Linked DNA regions of Mus musculus: region 1 is linked to region 2. The links are chromatin contacts, called in public Hi-C maps. All regions are on one chromosome and are shown on one strand. The core of a region is the stretch at or near the end of the contact, and the rest is flanking DNA. Distances in the headings are between cores, read along the strand shown. Region 1 has its middle 22 kb from the start of Rbm43. Region 2 has its middle 44 kb from the start of Gm13491.

Region 1 (4,137 bases), core at 174-2,673, 350 kb after region 2:
GTAAAACTCGTTCCGTTTTCATTTCTATCAGCCCTTCATCCCGGGCACTTGTTACAGACAACCAACGCGGGGACCAAATGGAAGAAGCGGAGGGCGCGAGGAGTTAAGACTTCAAAAGTTCTCCAGGCAGGAAGCAGACTTACAAAAGTGCTCATCTGCAAACACCGGCTTTTCTTCATGAAGAATATTCTGTAGAGAACGACTCAAGCGCAGAGCATGGAGCTACAATATGAGGAGGACTTTTCCCAGGCTGTGAAACCCGATGCTGTCATCCCAGCCTGGTTTTGACCTTGCTTGGTAGAAGGTGGTATCTTTACCCCTTCCAGGACTCCCTGGAATGCATCTTACCCAATCCTACCGCCAGCCCCACCACTGCGGAGGAGTAGAGAAAGCACTTCTTGAGATGCATATGTTCTCTGACTGCAATGACTCTTGCCTCAGAAAGGCCTGTGATGGCCTCACCCATTCCTGTTGAGATCTGGGACTTTGAATTGATGACATTTTATATTTTGGGTTGAGCCTTTCAGAGGCAAGTAGGAGGGGATGAATATATCCTGCGTGAGAAAGGGAAATAAATCTTTGGTGGTCAGAAGTACACTGTGGTAGGTTGAATAATGGTTCAGAAAGAATCCAGCGCTAGTCTTCAAAGGCTGTAAATATGCTACCTTATAAGGCAAAATGACTTTGCAGATGTGAACATGCTGTGAACTCTGTGATAGAGGACTTATCTGGATTATCTGAGGGCACCCAATGTAATCACAAGATTTATAGCATTAAAAGGAAACTTTCACAGCACCCCCCCCTCTCCAAATGCACTCTTTAAGACATCCTGACTTGAAAGGTTTCTGTTAAGAAACAGTATAATAACCATTGATTTCAAAAAACGAAGCTTTTTTTCCCCCACTGAACGTACTTTAAAAGCATTAAAATGCAGCTGAGCGCTCTGAGCTCCTATGATTAATTAAAAGATTGCATCTGGATATAGAGCATGTGTGTGTAAGAACGGGATTTCTCACGCAGAGCCTGTTCCTGGTACCTTCTCAACGCCATCCATCCTGCGTGTAGAAGAAAACTAATCCCAAACTGGACGTCTCTTTCCAGAGGGACTGGAACCTAACGTCCAGGATCAGAAAGGCGTCAGCAGTAGTTTAGCCTGGAGTTTCAGTCCAGGTATCCCAGAGAAACAGAACAGCCAACCCGCCATCTTCCTTCTCTGGACCAGACCGCAGAGGCCATCAAGGTAGGAAGACCCGAGGAACGAAGAGTGGCTTTTTCTTACAGTGCAGAAGGACATAGCACAGTTAAGGTTTTCTTTCTATCCTGAGCAGAAGTCTTGACAATAAACATCTGGAAGCTTGTCCACTATGAATTGCTTGGGTTTCTTCTCCTCTGTTTCCCTGAGGCCACAGTGACATGATACTGTAAGAATTCCCCCCACCCCCTCTTTCATCTGCTTCCTTTCCACTGACAGCTCATAAAGGATGGGCCGCACTGGGAACGAAAGCTTCCCAGTTATTTTCTTAAAATACCAGGGGAGTTTCAGCTCCACAGACCTCGGACTGGATGCCAGAGAGAACATTTTTCCTAAGTCGTGGCAGCTTTGGTGCCTGGGGCTCCACCTGGATTCCCACACGGCCCTTTAAGGCCCGAGCTAATAGCTTACTAAGTCTTAGGAGAAAGATCCAGTAACCAGGTGGAAAAATTAGATAAGAGGCTTTTCCTGCTTGTTGTCTTTTTGCTAATAATGTTTTTTTAAATGCCTGTCATGTATGAGTTTTATACGAAGGTCCAAATTCTTTTTGTTGTACTTAGTCTTGTTTAAGCAAAATTTCACTGACTCTGCTTTATAAATACTAACATGTTGTATAAAAATAAAAAAAAAAAAACTTAAGTATATACCTGATACCCACTTAAGGCATAGGTTCTGGGTCAGAACACAGGTCTATTCAAGTCCCGACCCCACATTCCTAACTACCTTTTGTGTGTATGATGCTGGGGGTGGAACTGTGCGCATGCTAGCCATGCATTATACCATTGACCCACACCCTAGCCTTTCACCCTGTTGGGACCCTTTAAAAGCCTAGATGTGTCAGAAGATTTAAAAGCCAGAGTAATTATTCTCCTATTGGACCTGTGGAAGCTGCAAGTATCCTAGAATTCTCAAGGCCGCCATACCACACCTGCCATAGGTGTGGCCCGTCAGAAATGACCGAGCCATGGAGCTAAGAAGGCCAGAGGGAAACCTCCAGGTATGACTTCTGTTTCAAGAGAGGCTTGGGGGTCCATTTGAGAGGCAGACCCGGGAGCCCCTGCAGACTTTCATCAGACAATGTGGCTATTGTTTACAAGGATACAAGAGAAGAACAAAATGGACTTAAGAGATTTTTGACCTAAGATGACACACTAGATCCATCAGCAAACTCCCACCACCCCCTGCATGCCCTGACTCCCACTCTGCAATTCTGCTGTGGAAAAAGGAGATATCCCAGACTCTCTTGGGTTATGTTTCTGATAGTGAAATACCAGGGAAGTCTGGCATAAATGATGTTCATTTCTGACATCTAGAAAAGAGGCTCAAACTAGAAATTGAAAGTACTGGAGTATGGGGGGGGGGAGTACTATTTTCTTGTACATCTGACTTTGTAAGCTAAGAAAGGCATATCATATGTGTGTGTGTGTGTGTGTGTGTGTGTATAAAACAAAATTTTAAAGTATAAATACACATTGAAATATATATAGTACATTTTCATCTTCCCTTTCTCTCTCGTGTGTGTGTGTGTGTGTGTGTGTGTGTGTGTGTGTGTTTAGCACACACTGCATGTGTGGTGATCAGAGGGTTCTTCCTTCTGCCCTGTGGGTTCCAGGAAGCAACCTCAGATTGTCAAACTCACCCCGTCAGCTGAAACACTTCTCCAGACCTCATCTTTATTTCTCACAGAATTTTTCAGAAACTCACAAAAGTACAACAAATGCTTCAATGAACGCCTGTTCCAACAACTATCAAGCTAATATCCGTCTAATGTCTTCTATTATCCACTACTCAGAGAGAGACAGAGAGAGACAGAAAGAGAGTCAGGGATATGAGCACACCTTATCACTTTATCGTAGATACTAGACAACTATCTATAACTAAGCTGCATCCCACCTTTGTAGAATATTTTTAAAGATTTATTTATTATATGTAAGTACACTGTGGCTGTCCTCAGACACACCAGAAGAGGGCGCCAGATCTCATTACGGATGGTCGAGAGCCACCACGTGGTTGCTGGGATTACTCAGGACCTTCGGAAGAGCAGTCAGTGCTCTAACTGCTGAGCCATCTCTCCAACCCCTTTGTAGAATATTTTATAATGAGTTTTGGCATCAAGTGATTCCATGAAAACATTAATAGTTAAGGAATTTTTAGCATTGCCAAGATACCATTACCACACCTAATAAAACAAATAATAATTCCATAATATAACTTTTATTCCTGATCGAATTTCCCTGGTTGTCTCACAAAGATCACTTTAAGAATGATGTTTGCTCTATGACTCAAGTAAGGTCCATAGATTGTCTTAGGTAATAGGTCTCTCAAGTCCGTTTTAATGTGCAATCGTAACTTTACTCTCTAAAGTCTGTGATTGTTGCATTTCTAATGCATGTGTAATCTTGCCAATGGACTCAGGCTGATCCCTGAAGTCACAGGTTGACAGGCTCTGCAGGACAAAGAATTCCTCACAAAGGGGTCTGGCGCCCTCTAGTGCTTTATCAGATTGTAACTGCTTCTGAGTCTCAACCCAATTTTGAAACAAAAAAGCCAATCCTGGAGAAACTAGTTCCCACTCAAGGACAGCCCAGCTAAGTCACCTACAACACACTCCTGAGCAGCGAGTCTCTTTAATATTGAGAGATTACACTGAAATCCAAGTTAAGAGTCAGAAGCTAACAGTTTACCCATTCATTTGAGTCCTCAGATTACTAATGAGGATGTCACAGTCCATCACTCACAGTGACATCACCATTGTTTGTGCTGGAATTTCTGGCCACTGGTCCCTAGCACTTCCATTGTGCCAACATCTCATGCTTCACACTGCTGCTCCTTGGTGACATTCATGACCACATTCAGGTCGGCCTGGGGAAGGTAAAGAAGGCCTA
Region 2 (4,276 bases), core at 675-3,174:
CTGAAACAGCTGAGCCAAGTAATGTTACGGCGGTGACAGAGACAGAAAGGGGACATAGACAGAAAGGGGAGGCATGGGCTTACATCCTTCTAACACATCTGTTTCTAAAAGAAATATGTGTGTTTATTGTCTGATAAAAATCATACCAGCCTGAATCGATCTTACTAATACCTATTATTAGATATTTGCCAGATAAACAGATAAGTTAGGCATGGTTGACCAAAAGGAATGATAAGAAGTACTGTAAACTAGAGTGTAAGGAAAATACTCTGTTGAAAATAAATTGTTCCATGAATGTACCAGGTATCAGGATGGTGTGTTAACAAAACTATGCATGCTCCCATTCATGGCCTTCAGAGCTCAAAGGGAGGCACCAAACAATGATGTCACAGTCCTACATCTCTAGAAGGAAGGCAGAGAACAAGGCTCAATGGCGAGGCAGGACTTGGGAGTTCAGAGATATCTCACCTTCTCCTAGTTCTCCACTTGATTTTCAACAGTGGTGAAACAGGAATGTTAGGGGAAAAAACAAGAATAAAGTTATGTCATTTGTAGGAAATCAATGCTACGGGAGACAACCATATAAGTGACTTAAGCTACTCACAGAAAAAGAAACATTGTTTCCCTCTACCTGTGGTTTCTGTCTGCTCACATAAAGTCATTCTCAAATGACAATGAAAGGAACCTGTTGGGAACTCTCCCTTGTTGACGGTGTTGTCAGGGTGTCCCTCGGTGCCTGTACCAGCACACTGTGCTTAACAAACTCATCCCTCTAAGAAAACCAATATGGCAGAAACTCAGTTCATTTACTACTCAATGTGTTTTCAGTCTTTCTATTCTTTAAAGTTAAACACAGTTTACTTCTGACATGGGCTGCGTGTTGGATTGAGAGCCTAGTGAGAGCTTGTGGTCCTTGCTGTGGAACTATTGTTCTCTTTACGCTCTCTAGCTTCCACTGTCAGTGCTATACCATTATTGGATGGATAAACACTCTCGCTACAAAATCACAATGTGGGGAGCTTATATGATAAGAGTGTTTGCTGGCTGTACTAGTTTCTCACCTCTTTGACATAACAACTAAGAAAGATAATTAAAGGGACGTCAGACTTATTTTGCTTCATGGTTTCAGAAGTTCTCAGATCTTGGATACAGACTCGGAGTCCATGGTTAAGAAGAACAGCATGGCATGAGGAACATGTGGCACAGAGGAAGAGGATGAAAACCAGACATGATCCCCAAAGGCACACCACTAGTGACCTACTTCCTTCAGGTAGGTACCAATTCATCAACTTTCTAGAACTTCTTATAGTAGTACTATGCCCTGGGGACCAGCCTTTCATCCCATGAACCTTTCTATAGGATTCACTTCATACCCAAACTACAGAGCCAACCACTAGAGTCAGTCTTTCTTTCAGTTCACACTCTGCTACAGAGTCTCAGAGGTTCTTTGTCTACTTGATACAATCCCAGGAGTCCAGAGAGCCATGTGGAAAGAGAAGGAGCTGATTTGGTTCAGGCTTGATTTTAACAAAATAAGCTTTAACATTTCCCTCTGTATATTCACACGGGAAGGCTTTTGCTCCTGACAGCTAACCTATTGCAATGTTTATGAACAGGTTCTGCTGCTTTGGGCTTAAATGAAGTTGTGCTAGAACTAAAGTAGATAAGAAAGGAGGTCTGGAAAGATTTGATGCTAGCCATGCCTACCTCCCACCCCCATCCCCATTCCTGTGCCCTTCCTCCCTAGAGGAGCCTTTGGAGCCATTCTGATTAGTTCGTATAGACTGAGCAGAGTGAAATGAAATGAACTAAGAACTGATTAGAGTTCAGAAGGAAATGGTTAGGATCAGTAGATTTGGATGTGTCTGGTATATTTTGCAGACCAACCCTGTGTGTAGCATTTGTGGATATTTTTCCCTCCTCTCCTGGGAAAGGAAAGAAAAAGCACAGAGTCTAGGGTTTGCAAAGCTGGTCCTCCCACTCATTAGTGGTCTGACCTTGGGACTTTCAGGTAATGAGGCTTCCTGTCTATAAAATTGGAATGCACTTACTAGACTATATCATAAGCGTTTAAGCCTGGCAAAGCATAAATCATGGCTGATGTCCAGCCAAGGAAGCACCTAGCCAATGAAGATACAGCCAAGTAGCTTCGTCTAGGCATCTCCTCTCCACCATTCCACAACGTTCTGCTGCTCTCCTTTCATTGTCTTTAACATTCTCTTCATAAGGAAACAACACGGCCTACTCAAGTGCTCTGTAACCAGGGAGAACTGGACTCTGCACTCACTCTCTACAGGATGGGAAAAACCAAGGTGCTAAATCTTCCACCTCCATTCCTGGTCTAGGAGGACATCAGTAGAACAGCATAAGCTTGAGATGTGAACAGAACAGACTTACATATGTAAAGTACCTGACAAGAGGCAAGCATGTAGTTAGCTCTTCATCAGTAGGAGAGGAACTCCATTTGAAACCACAGATCGTGACACATTGCTTTCTTTCAAGATTAAAGAAGTTTCTAGAACATTTACCACCCTCGAGAAATTTTAAAGAACCCAGTAAATAGCCTAACACAGAAAAGGGAAAGATGTCCACTTCAAGCAAGCAGAAGCTTAGCTCTAGTGTGAACAAGGCCTTCGAGTATATACTCAGTGGTATTTTTTGGCTATAGTGGTGACTTCACCATATTTTTCACATAAGCACTGGTTATTGGACATGTTACAGTTTAATAAATCTTTTAATGAAAGGACCCCCAAATTCCATTTATATTTTCAAGTGAAATTCTATCTCTTCAAATAATTTTTAACATATGGAATTTATTTTCCCTCACACCTGGCTATATTTAATTTGTTGTGAGAGGTTCGTGACTGTGTTATATGACCTATTCCCATGATGTTTAAGGGTTAAATGTGTTTCCTGCTTTCCTGAAATCCAAATAAACGGAATAAAATAACCAATCTTTGGATCCACAAATGTAATCTCCTGAGTCTATACACGCAGATCCCTGTTTTCTATTAACTTGCAGCTTATGGGTAAGGGGCAAGAGGGAACTAACGGGGCAAGGAAATTATGAACCACTTAAGGAGAACCACTTGAGTTTTTATACTGTGGTTATTCTTAAACATTCCCATCTTCCTAATAATTTACTATGTAACTGACACTTTAATAAATTATTTATTTGACTCATCTAAAGGTTTTTTGCAGAGCTAACTGCTGTAAATATTTAGAGTGTGTCTGTTGCAAATGGAGAAATTGTTTTTAAAACATTAGCAACAACAATCCAATACTAATTCCAGTGCAGTGACATATTTTGGAAGCTAATAGGTGTCTATTTTTAAAGTAAAATTTCAAGTATATACCTTCTAATACTCACTTATTAAAAAGCTACCAAATGTTACCATATTGTATACATCCCATTTCACAAAGACAGTTTTATATTCTAATTTCATGACTTCAACGACTAAAAGTTCTTTTATCATACTGAAAATGCATAGATAGTTCTACGTCCAGTTTTTTAGCTGTAAAACCCCTGTGGAGTAGTTACAAATCATCAAGTATATAGCAAGATATATGGATATGACTCCATATACCACTTACCACAGGCTATCATAAACCTCTCACCAGGCAGCTCATCCACAAACTGGCTTGATATTCTACCCACCTTGAACCTTACATGTAGAGTCATAGACATGGATTCTACATAGTTCTGTGAAGAGATTGGGAGTATGAATATTTCCTGTTGATGAAGACACCACTACTTGAGTCGTAACACACGAAAGAATCAAGTTGATACCAAGAAGCTGCATCTCTACTGGCTAACTTTGGTTGTGCTGATGTGTGCTATGCATGGTAACAGGACAAAAGTAACTGTAAGTCTTACAAGGCTGAAAATAATGGGAACTTCAGTAAAGACAGTATTGGCAGGATGGATATGCTGACACAATAGTGGTAAAATTTTTATGGGAGTAACCAACCACTTTTTGACCAGATTTAAGACCTTCTCCGTGATACAGAAACCATAACTTTGTACCATTTGTTAGGGCAAGAGTCTGTGGCTATATATATAGATCAAAAGCTCTAGTAGTGTATCCTCCTCCTCTCCCTCTCTCCCCCCTCTCTCTCCTTCCTCCTCTCCATCCCTCTCCCCTCCTCTTCTTCCTCCTCCTCTTCTTCATCTAGAGGAACATATTCTTAAACATAATGAATTATCACTATGCCCATAGATCAGTGCATCTATTAACCCACATCAGAGCAGCTTCTTCCTCAAATAAATTAACAC

Evidence for each region. A called contact is a pair of places that touch in the nucleus more often than the background predicts.
Region 1: a Hi-C map of cranial neural crest shows a contact between it and region 2, with 4 times the contacts expected there. The contact joins two enhancer-like sites. A contact is called at or near these places in 1 of 39 promoter capture datasets (the 3T3-L1 cell line) and 1 of 484 Hi-C or Micro-C datasets (cranial neural crest).

What each region holds. Positions count from the first base shown.
Region 1 is chr2:51,911,453-51,915,589 of GRCm38.p6, forward strand. No RefSeq gene overlaps it. Among named protein-coding and RNA genes, the nearest start is that of Rbm43, 22 kb to the right of the region's middle. Within about 2 kb of position 1,424, at least 29 of the 459 cell types and tissues checked have an H3K27ac peak or open chromatin away from gene starts, as enhancers often do.
Region 2 is chr2:51,564,102-51,568,377 of GRCm38.p6, forward strand. No RefSeq gene overlaps it. Among named protein-coding and RNA genes, the nearest start is that of Gm13491, 44 kb to the right of the region's middle. Within about 2 kb of position 1,925, at least 7 of the 459 cell types and tissues checked have an H3K27ac peak or open chromatin away from gene starts, as enhancers often do.